Regions from separate parts of the Zea mays genome. Here region 2 is linked to region 1. The links are chromatin contacts, called in public Hi-C maps. All regions are on one chromosome and are shown on one strand. The core of a region is the stretch at or near the end of the contact, and the rest is flanking DNA. Distances in the headings are between cores, read along the strand shown.

Region 1 (5,351 bases), core at 443-2,942:
TACATAATTTATCACGCAGATCAATGTTGAGGACAAAAGACCTGCGTGCCCCTACGAGAAGAATGATGACATCTGCTGCGCTTCTGATTGACAACAGGCCCGGGGTCTCAGGTCAGCACCACCCACCTCTCTGTGTGACAAATTTCAAATGTTAAATCGTTCAGTTTCATGGGACGGGAAGGAGCACCCCTTCTGATAAGGATGGCTGCAGCCTTTACTGACCAACTTGAATTGTGTAGGAACTGAGGTAAGTAAGTTTCGTCTAGCTACCTACCTACCTACAGCCGCCTCTCAGAACTAAAAAAAACTGTGAAGTGTTTCTGTTGTTTTATCTAACGGTCGATCAGTGAATTGACTGTCCCGCAGAATAAACATATGTACGCGATACCAAAGGATAAGCACAAGCAGAATAGATGGACCATATACGAAAAGGAAAAATGTTATATTTACATCGAGCGATTACTGTAGCACGTAACATGAATAGTAGCTTTATTACAATCTAATTTTTTTTTTTGGGGTTGGAACTCTTTACATCCTTCTTTTTAATAGAATTTACTAATTCTTTCTGTGGAGAGAGAGGCTATATATGTTACCAGACCAATAACAGCAACAAGGCGCCATGCAAATTGTGAGTTTTTATAGCTTGTAGATTGGTGTGATGCCCAGCAGACTGAAACACTGCCGCGTCAGTCACGATTGCCGTCGCCGCCGGACAAAGAATTCAGGTGATCTAAACATCTGGTGAAGAAGTGGGAGAAGTCCCAGAAACGTGAGGTGATGTGGACAGCTAGCAGAGATAGCAAGCAAGACCTGGCAACTGGTGTAGAGCTTTGAGGATGCTTCGGATAATGAGCTAATACAAGACAGGCTCGATCGAAGCGTATCAAAATTGTCCACCTGTTAATCTCAATTCATGTGGATTGAACTAGCAAGTCATAATTCCTTATAATCTCACCTAAGGCCTGTTTGGTTCCTGAGAATTGGTCACCCGAAACAATTCCTAACCGGATTGTTTATCTAATAATTCATATAAGGTCTGATCAACTGGAACGATTTCTAGGTGAGTTTCAGCAAAAAACGAACAGGTGGATCAAACCTTATATCCGCAAAAAATATCTGATGTTTAGACCAACCTTCGTGGCCTAAACATCCGGTAGTTTATTCTCCAATCCACATGGACTGGGAATAACAGAGGAAGACCCGAAGGGAATGCCATTTGTGGTAGAGGAAGGTGGACAGCGGCGTCACAGTGGAGATCACTGCGATAGCTTGAGCGAACTTGCTGTTTAGGCCAGGAAGCATGCTGATAACGGGCGCTGAATCGGTGACGGCGGCGCCGCAGTCGTAGAGGGTGTAGGCAAGGCGTTTGAGGCGACCACAGTACTCGGCGTTGGACATGTCGCTCTAGAAGAGGCGGCTGTGGAGCTCCTGCTGGCTCTCTGTGCAACTCGGCAGTGCAATTTCGTGCAGCATCGGTGCAACTCTGCACGCCATCCCGCTGGCCACCCTCAGCCGCTGGCTAGTAGATTCTCCTGTAAACACCACCACCGTCTCTGCGCTACAGAATTTTGTCATCCGGAATCAGATTCCTCAGGCACCATCTCAAGCGGCTCTACGTTATTCCCTCTGCACTTCATTGTCAGCAATCCTAAAAGCTCGCAGCAGCAGCAGCTAGCAGCTCGTTCTTGTTCGTCAGCTCTAGCCTACCCTGCGCTAGCTGGCTCTTCTTTAATTCTGCAGGGAGTTCCAGTTTCAGGTAGAGTGCAGGCGGAGAACCAATAATGGGGGCGGCGCCGTCGTCCGACGACTCGTCACGCGCCGGAGACGGCCGGGCTGTGGCGAGCAGCGCTGCCTCTGGCACTGGCAGCAACAGCCACCAGGCCCAGTCGAAGCGGGCGCCGCCGCCTCACAAGTTCCACGAGATAGTTGCGCAGGAGGCGACGACGGCCGGCGGCGGCGGCGGCACTGCTGCTGCAGCCGAGCTGGAGGATCAGGCGTGCAGCACCGGGGTGTACCTGGCTGGGAAAACCAAGGTAGGTTTCAGCCACGAACACGTACACGTACACTTGAACTCTTGTCTGATGCTTACTAGTAGCTGAGGCGGCACGAACCCGATGGATCGATTGATGCAGAAGTACTGGGTGGACGAGAAGACCAGGTGCAACTGCTTCGTGCTGTTCGCTAGAGCGCTGTCCATCACTTGGGGCGACGATCCCAGATACTGGATCTGGCATCCCGTCAGAGAAACCAAGTACGTGCTATCTATACGTAGTGCTTGCTCCAGCAATTACATATACATGCATGCTCAGTTCAGTGCTCAGCTCGATTCGAGCCATGTCTGTACCTGTACTCTCTCTCCCTCTACTCTGTACAGTGACGCCGAGATCGTCGAGGCTGCGTCGCTGCAGAACGTGTGCTGGCTGGAGGTGCACGGGAGGCTGGAGCTGTCGCACCTCACGCCGGGGTGCAGCTACGACGTGGCCTTCCAGGTGATGCTCACGGAGCCGGCGTACGGGTGGTCGGTGCCGGTGAACCTGCGGCTCAGGTTCCCCGACGGCACGGCTCAGGCGCGGAAGGAGAAGCTGCAGGGGAGGCCCACGAAGCAGTGGCTGGAGCTCAGGGCCGGGGAGGTGAAGGCGCCGGCCCAGCCGGGGGGAGCGGGACGCAGCGGCGAGCTTGAGATCTCCCTGTTCGAGTACGACGGCGGGCTCTGGAAGAAGGGGCTCCTCGTCAAGGGCATCAAGATCGTCCCGAAGGAGAGTGATTATTAATTAGTGTTTGTAACTTTGTTTCAGGGTGACTGCTCCTGCTCGCTTTTGCCTGTCAGGTGTGCTAAGAACTTCGTCTAAGATAATTGGAATAATTAATGTGTGTGGCACTGCGTATTTCAACGCTTCACTCGACTCGATCGCCTTTGCCTGTCAGGTGTACTAATTTGTTTTTGACCATCCACCAACTTGTTAACTTGCCATATAGACACCTACACAGTTTATACAATCGGAAATCTTTGGCCATTGAACCACCACCTCGTAACTTTGGTTATGTAAACTACTACTGGAATCAGCGGATACTCTTCGGCAAAGGATATACAACAGAGTTAACTGAGTTAACTAAGAGTTAACTGAAAAAATATATTTGTCTCCACAGTTTTTTGTCGGACACTCGATAAAATCTTTGTCGAGTACCAAAATACACTCGACATAACAAATATAAAAATGGTAAATATGGTCGACAAGACAACACATCGGTGGCAGTTATGTATCAACTTCATCCGGCACTCGAAGTATTAAAGACAAGACAACTACGCTATATTTTGTCTAAGATTAGCCGTTCGAATTGAAGAACTAACCTTAGACAGAAAAGTTAGACAAAGTGTAGTAAGCTAGACAACGAACCAAACAATAAGTCTTGAAATTAAATGCCTAACTGGCATGCGAAGTGTTGAGTACCAAAATGAGGACCGAACTGTCTGGTCCCTGGGGCCGGACGGTCCGCACTGGTGGTACGGACGGTCCGCGCGTGCGCAGAGCAGATTAGAGTTCCGAGTTTTGTGCTACGGTTGTTAGCTAAATTCGCGGAATTAGCTCGGGAGATTAGTTTGTAAAGGGTCCAGCCCCCCTCCTCTATAAATACAGAGGTATACGGCCGATTTGTAATCATCAATCGAATCAATAACACTTTTATCTCGCATTTATTTCTTGTACAATTAGGAGTAGTTCTAGTCTAGTTCTAGTTTAGCCTCTCAATCCTCAAATTCTCCGCTTCTCTTCGACTCTACTTCGATTAGAGGAGTCTAGGTCGGTCTGCCCGAGCCTAGACAACGACAACTCCTAGGATCTCTCCTCCACGACGGGGTCCCTCCTGGGAGCGAGATCCAGGCGCCGCCGGCGACCTTTTGCCGCCCCTGCACACGCGCGGACTGTCCGGCCCCAGGGCACAGACCGTCCGACCGACAGGCATGAAACCCTAGCCCTGCGCCAGGTCGTGGACCGTCCGCCCCTGTGCAGAGAGCACTGCCACGGTTCGTGTTGAGTGATTGGCGCCCGAAAAAGACACCAACATACTTTTGGCGACTCCGCTGGGGACGATTTCATACAGACCTATCGAGATCGGCCCTCAATGGCCGGTTCAAAGGAGAGCTCTAAAGTTTCCACCAGCAATATCATCAAGCCGACTTGGGAAACCTTGCCGGCTGAAGAACAGCTCCTATTCGAGGAGCGCCAGGAGCAGCTGATCCAGGAAGCAAAGGCGAAATTCCTGGCCGACTTCAAGGTGGACAGGAACAACAAAGTCGTTCGGCAACGGACGACAGATCTGGCTTCGCTCCGACCTACTACGAATACCCCAATGTAAGTAGCACCAATGAACTCCAATCTCTTAAAGCTTACATAGACGAACAACGAGAGCAAATACAATGTATCGTAGGAGATATACAAAATGATCATAAAAGGCTAGTGCATGCGCTTGATAAGTCTACTATTGCAAATCTTCCTTCGCACGAGGTTGAACTAAGGGAATACACACGTAATCCATCGGCTACAGGTTGTCATGACCAGTCACAACCCCTTTATGAGATGCCGATAGACATGTACCTTGGGCAACAACAGCCTCCCACGCACATCGGCGATAAATTTGCCGATCTGCGCATGTCTGGACCGTCCGCATGTGAGCATGGACCGTCCGGGCCAGCGGCGACCGATCCCATTTTTAGAAGCGAATTACCGAGTCCTGCACCCAAGCCGCCACATACCGTGCAAACCCTAGATAACCCACTCAGACCGTCCGCGTATGACGCCAGACAGTTCGAATATAATGTTGGACGGTCCGGCCACATGGCCGGACAGTCCGCGCACGGAGCCGGACGATCCGCGTATTTAGCCGGACGGTCCGCGTATTTAACCGGACGGTCTGTCATAGAGTTTTTTAAGAAGGATGGATATCCAACTCCGTATCCGTCCCAACTAGACCCCCCATCTCACCATACGACCCACCAGCACCATAATATAATCTACCAAACCCGTGAGAGTGAGTACTTTCTGGCCCCAGAAGGCCAGAAAGGAATGGCTAGTCCTATGAGCCTCATAGGGCATGTATTAACGTGCCGCAAAATCCAAACCAATGGGGAGGAAAACAACATACCAACATCCAAACAAACTCACCCATATTGGACCAAAGAGCCGGTGGTCTCCCACCGGCTGCCATTGATATAGTAAGAGAGAAAATAGCTGGGGCGTTCCGAGATAAGCTCGGAGTTAGTATAGTCCCCGGGGGGCATTCATATCGGAGACCTTATAATAGCCAGTTTGACTGTCTCCCATACCCATAGGGGACCAGAATACCCGAATTCGCAA
Region 2 (4,727 bases), core at 1,679-4,178, 300 kb before region 1:
TACAAATTGTCATGCTCTTATAAAATCTATAGTTGACAGTTGTTTCAACTTTCAACCAAATAAATTTCAGTTTTTTCATAATCGTCGTCTCACAACGGCTTTCTCACAAATCAGATTTTCAGGAATCTACAGGTGAACCAAACAGACCCTAAAATGCAGAAATAGAAGAAAAAGGGAAACACAGCAACTAGTTGACAGTATGCCAGAAAAATGGTTACTGAACGAAACCAACTTCTCTACTGAAATGATATGGCAAAATCATAAAAAAGAGGGCAGACCCAGTGAGTAGTGACGGAGGCTCCCACAAGAGTGGGGTCTAGGGAAGGGATAAACCGAGGCAAGTCTTTCCCCTGCAAATGTAGAAGAGGCTGCTACGAACCTGCGACCTAGTGAAATGATATGGCGGAATCATAGTTAAGAAGGAATGTGGTGTATTGTACAAGAGTACAGGCAAGCAAGAATCTATCCTAAAGTTAAAATTCACGGACTTAGAAAACTTGTCACTACATTATTGTAGGTAACAAAAAACAGGAAAGCAAAACTCACAGAACTGTGGAGCAAAAGAAGAACTTGTATCCATATAATCAGCTGATGCAAGCATCTCAGTCTATTTATCTAAACATTACATAGCGACAATTTCCCTTAAACCTCTCCCACAATCCCACTAATCGGCCGCCTAAGCATCAGAACAACAAATGCAGGAATTCAAAACGTTAAGTATGTAATATTCGTACACAAAACTGGACCACATAATCAGCACATGGAAGCATATCAGTTTATTTATATGTAAAACATTACAAAGTGATAATTTCTCTTCAACCTCTCCGACTCGCTATTCTAAGCATCAATGTCAACAGAACAACAAACGGCAGAGATCCAAACGCTATGTAATATACATATATTCATCCTATATTATCCACCTTTCATATTAATAGATACATACTAGCCTGCAAGCTCACCGGCTCCTAACAAGCAAAACCGCAATTTCTTCCTGGACCACTTAGACCATCTGCAACAGCTTACCCATACTCATACCCATATTCAAACTAGACTCTACAAACAATACAATCTACAGTGCAAAATAGTGCAAAAGGTGTTTTTGGCCGTCTTTTTTGCTTTTTGACCCTTTTTGCGAAAGATTTTCACAACTACGCTCTTTCTGGTTTGAATTCAGGAAATGGACCCTTACCTTAGCGCCATTATTATTGGCGCCTAGCTTACACGTCTCGGCGCCAATATAAATGGCGCCAAGACCTCGCTCTAGTATGTCGAGCTGCCGCCTACGTGGCAGGAGGTCGGCGTCGTGGTCATTGGTGCCGACCTCTTTTCCTAAGAACGGTCGCTCGGCCTCAATGAGTGGTGTGTGTGTGTGTGTCAATGAAGGATGAGGCCGAGCAGCCGTTTCTAGGAAAGGAGGTCAGCGCCAAATACCACGACGACGACCTACTGCCACATAGGCGCCAGCTCGACTTACCAGAGTGAGATCTCGATGTCATTTATATTGGCGCCAAGGTAAGGGTCAATTTCCTGAATTCAAACCAAAAAGGGCGTAGTTATGAAAATCTTTTGCAAAAAGGGTCAAAAAGCAACAAAAAAAAGTGTTTTTGGTGACCATATGGATGAACTACTGTACATTGCACACATATTGTCTCACTAAAAACACCGTTTTGCATCGTTTTATATTGTAGATTGCACTGTTTATATAGTGTAGTTTGAATATGGATATGGTTATAGGTAAGCTGTTGGAGATGGTCTTAGTTTCCCATCACTGGAACACTAGAATTCACAGCATTCATAAAACAAGTAGATCCAATATTCAGAACACTCAACTATGTGCATGCACGGAGGGGGGAGGGGGGGCAACCAACATAAGCAAGTCATGCTAAACCCTAGTAATAAAACCCATGAAATCGGCTCAATTATCAACAACCGGACGGAGTTCTGAATCAACTCTTAGGTATGGCAAAACAAAACCGGAATCGCTGCATCCTCCGCACACCACTGGACGCATCAACAGGCACAAATTACCAATCTAGCTAACACAAATCACTTAGGCGAAAGGCGGTACGAGGTTGCCGCAATTCGAGGTAGAGGGGGCAGGAGGATAGAGACAGACCACCTTGTCTGCGAACCCTCTGGTGACGCGGCTGCGGCGGCTCAGAGGCATGCCAGATATGGAGGGCGCTTTGGCAGCGCCCGTGCGGCACGAACAGGGCACCTACGGCGGCGGAGGGACGGCGGAGGCCGCTGTCCTGTCGTCCCCGTACGAACCCTAGGCACAGACGCACAGTGGTGGGGGAGGACCGGAGGAGGCTGAGAGAGACGGGGCTGTTGGTTCGCGGGTGTATGATCCGAATAGTCCGATTCGGGTACATTAACGGGCTATTGGGTTTTTTTGGTAACAGGCTAATGGGTTAGTGGGTTGCGTTTATAGAAACGCAGAAGTAGCACAGAGGCGAGCGCCGAGCGGCGCAGAAAAATTCCTACCACGGTGACCCACCTGGAACCAGTTCGCACAAGCGGAAAAGCCAAATCGGAGAACGCGGCGGGCGGCGGCCCCTCCACACAGACACGCAGGCCGCACCATTGCAGCACCGAGAAAACAGAGAGCGGAGAGGAAGTGAAAGACCTACCGCCGATCTACGCCGCCCGCCGGAGCCGCTCTCGAACAACCGACCACCAGCGTAGAAGCCGGAGAGCGCGAGAAGCGGCGAAGCGAACCACTAGGGCGGCGACGTCCAGGGAGCGACGACGCGGAGCAAACCAGATCGAGAGCCGCTCGGGGGAGAACGAGAAGAGGACCGGAGGGCACGCCGGCACGGGCCAACGAAACGAACGCTCCCACCAGGCCGAAAGACGATCAGCCGGCCCACGAAACATTGACACTAGTGTCCGTGCGAAAAAAGGGTTTTAAACTTTTCCTATATTCCTTTTGAGTCCATTGAGCTTTTGAAATGGTATTATCGTTTTTGCAAGTGGCTCAATTAAACGAACCAATAAAAATCAATGTATCTATATGATCAATTTAAGTGGACACTCCTACGATCTAGGGTGATGATCTAGGGTGATTTTACCCTATGTTCATTTGAAAGAGATATAGATTAAAATCTTGACTAATAAAAAATAGAAAAAATAGGGAAAATAAAGAATTCTAAAATGTTGTTGCAATCCACAAAACTGGTAGTAAGGATAGACTTTGTTCAATATAAATACATGCATCGGATAGAAAAGGCTAATTGCCACAAGGCACTCCAAAGTTAATCGTTCCAAAGTTCATACAGTTGGTTCTCATGTTAATCTTCACACCAATGTCTCAAAAAATAGATAACGACATCAAGCAGACTAGTGTAAAACAAGTACAATATGTCCACCTTGTAAGTACCATCAGCAACCAATATTCAAAGATGGAAATGTAGATTAGGCCTACAATTAGATAAAAATGAATCAATTACGTAAGATTGTGCGAACATAATGAGTTTGAAATACAACAAACCTAGTCTCAACGATAACAGTCAAGTACACAGAGTGGAACTAAACAAGCTACATGAGCAATATTGAAAAGTAAATACCAACAAGTATAAACACAGCAACAATTCCAACAAGACAAATACTGTTTCAGAAAGTAGAGTTTGAATAAATCACTGTCCATGCTAAAGTTCAAATGATTCAGCCTTAACAAATGATTTAAGCAGATGTACAGATTGTTGTTCAGAAAGTCGACTTCGAATAAATTACTAACTCGTCTCGACAATTCAGAACTACCTCTCTATGACAACATAATACGTTTTGTTTAGTACAGTTTGTTGTTTTATTGGATTAGTTCATATTAACTACCTTTATATGACATACGTATAGAAAAGTTATTGGTTCCTTAGGTACTTGATCTTCTACGCTCTTGCCTAGGTTAACCTACAGATTAATTTAGATTTAAAAAATCCAGAGTTGGTCCAAACAACTCAGGTTCTTGTACATGTTATACAACGATCGGTCCCAATGTATGTCAGTTATGTAGTTTGTAGATTAAAATACCTAACTAGCTACCTCGAGAGCTTTACCAAACGGAAAAGTAAAACAGTAGCAGGTAGCATCAACTATAGGTAGAGATTGTTATACTGCTCATAGATCCTTGTGTAGATGTATTGATGTTTTCCAATTGAATACTTTTGAACATGTAGTACGCCAAGTAATTAAAGATAATCTACACTGATGTTGAAGCAAATTAATCTTTGTTGAGGTTATTCATAGGGTTTGCACACAAACAACACAGATATAAAATGAGTGATTACCGTGAGGCACTCAGAAAGGATGGAGGGGTGATATGCTTGTACTTGGGCACCTCCGAGAGCAGCTTGTTGTAGGTACCCTGGTCGACCGCATTGTTCACAGGTCGAACTGACTATTTTATATATACGGGCATGGCCTAGAAACTATTTTATTTTGGTTTATAACTTGGGTATAGAGACACAACTTTACATCTACTACTTATTGTCACCTACTGTTATCTGCATTGTTCATATGACCTAGCAACTAGTATGTGCATAGAATATTTTTTCTTCAAATGCTTCAACTGCACGCATGGCTCCTCCATGTATCTTCCCTTATGAAATAGCTCATTAAATAAACAAGCTTGGGCAGCCCACTGCACCTTTCAACAGTACTTTTAGTGATTGAACCCTTAAATCCATATGCATTGTAGTTTTCTCTAAAGAAATTACCTTTACCAGTAG

What was found. Hi-C and Micro-C count contacts between places; a contact is called where the count stands out from the background.
Region 2: a contact with region 1 is called in a Hi-C map of ear, with 3 times the contacts expected there. The contact joins the promoter of LOC103634840 here to the promoter of LOC100282907 in region 1. A contact is called at or near these places in 2 of 25 Hi-C or Micro-C datasets (ear and tassel).

Annotation. Positions count from the first base shown.
Region 1 is chr8:15,720,965-15,726,315 of Zm-B73-REFERENCE-NAM-5.0, reverse strand. LOC100282907 reads left to right here and starts at 1,692. Exons shown (of 3, transcript NM_001367094.1): 1 at 1,692-2,033; 2 at 2,133-2,251; 3 at 2,375-2,894. The coding sequence starts at 1,782. The coding sequence ends at 2,771. LOC100280991 reads left to right here. Exons shown (of 5, transcript NM_001153911.2): 5 at 1-9.
Region 2 is chr8:16,018,382-16,023,108 of Zm-B73-REFERENCE-NAM-5.0, reverse strand. LOC103634840 (bromodomain and WD repeat-containing protein 3) reads right to left here and starts at 2,928. Exons shown (of 23, transcript XM_008657430.4): 1 at 2,634-2,928.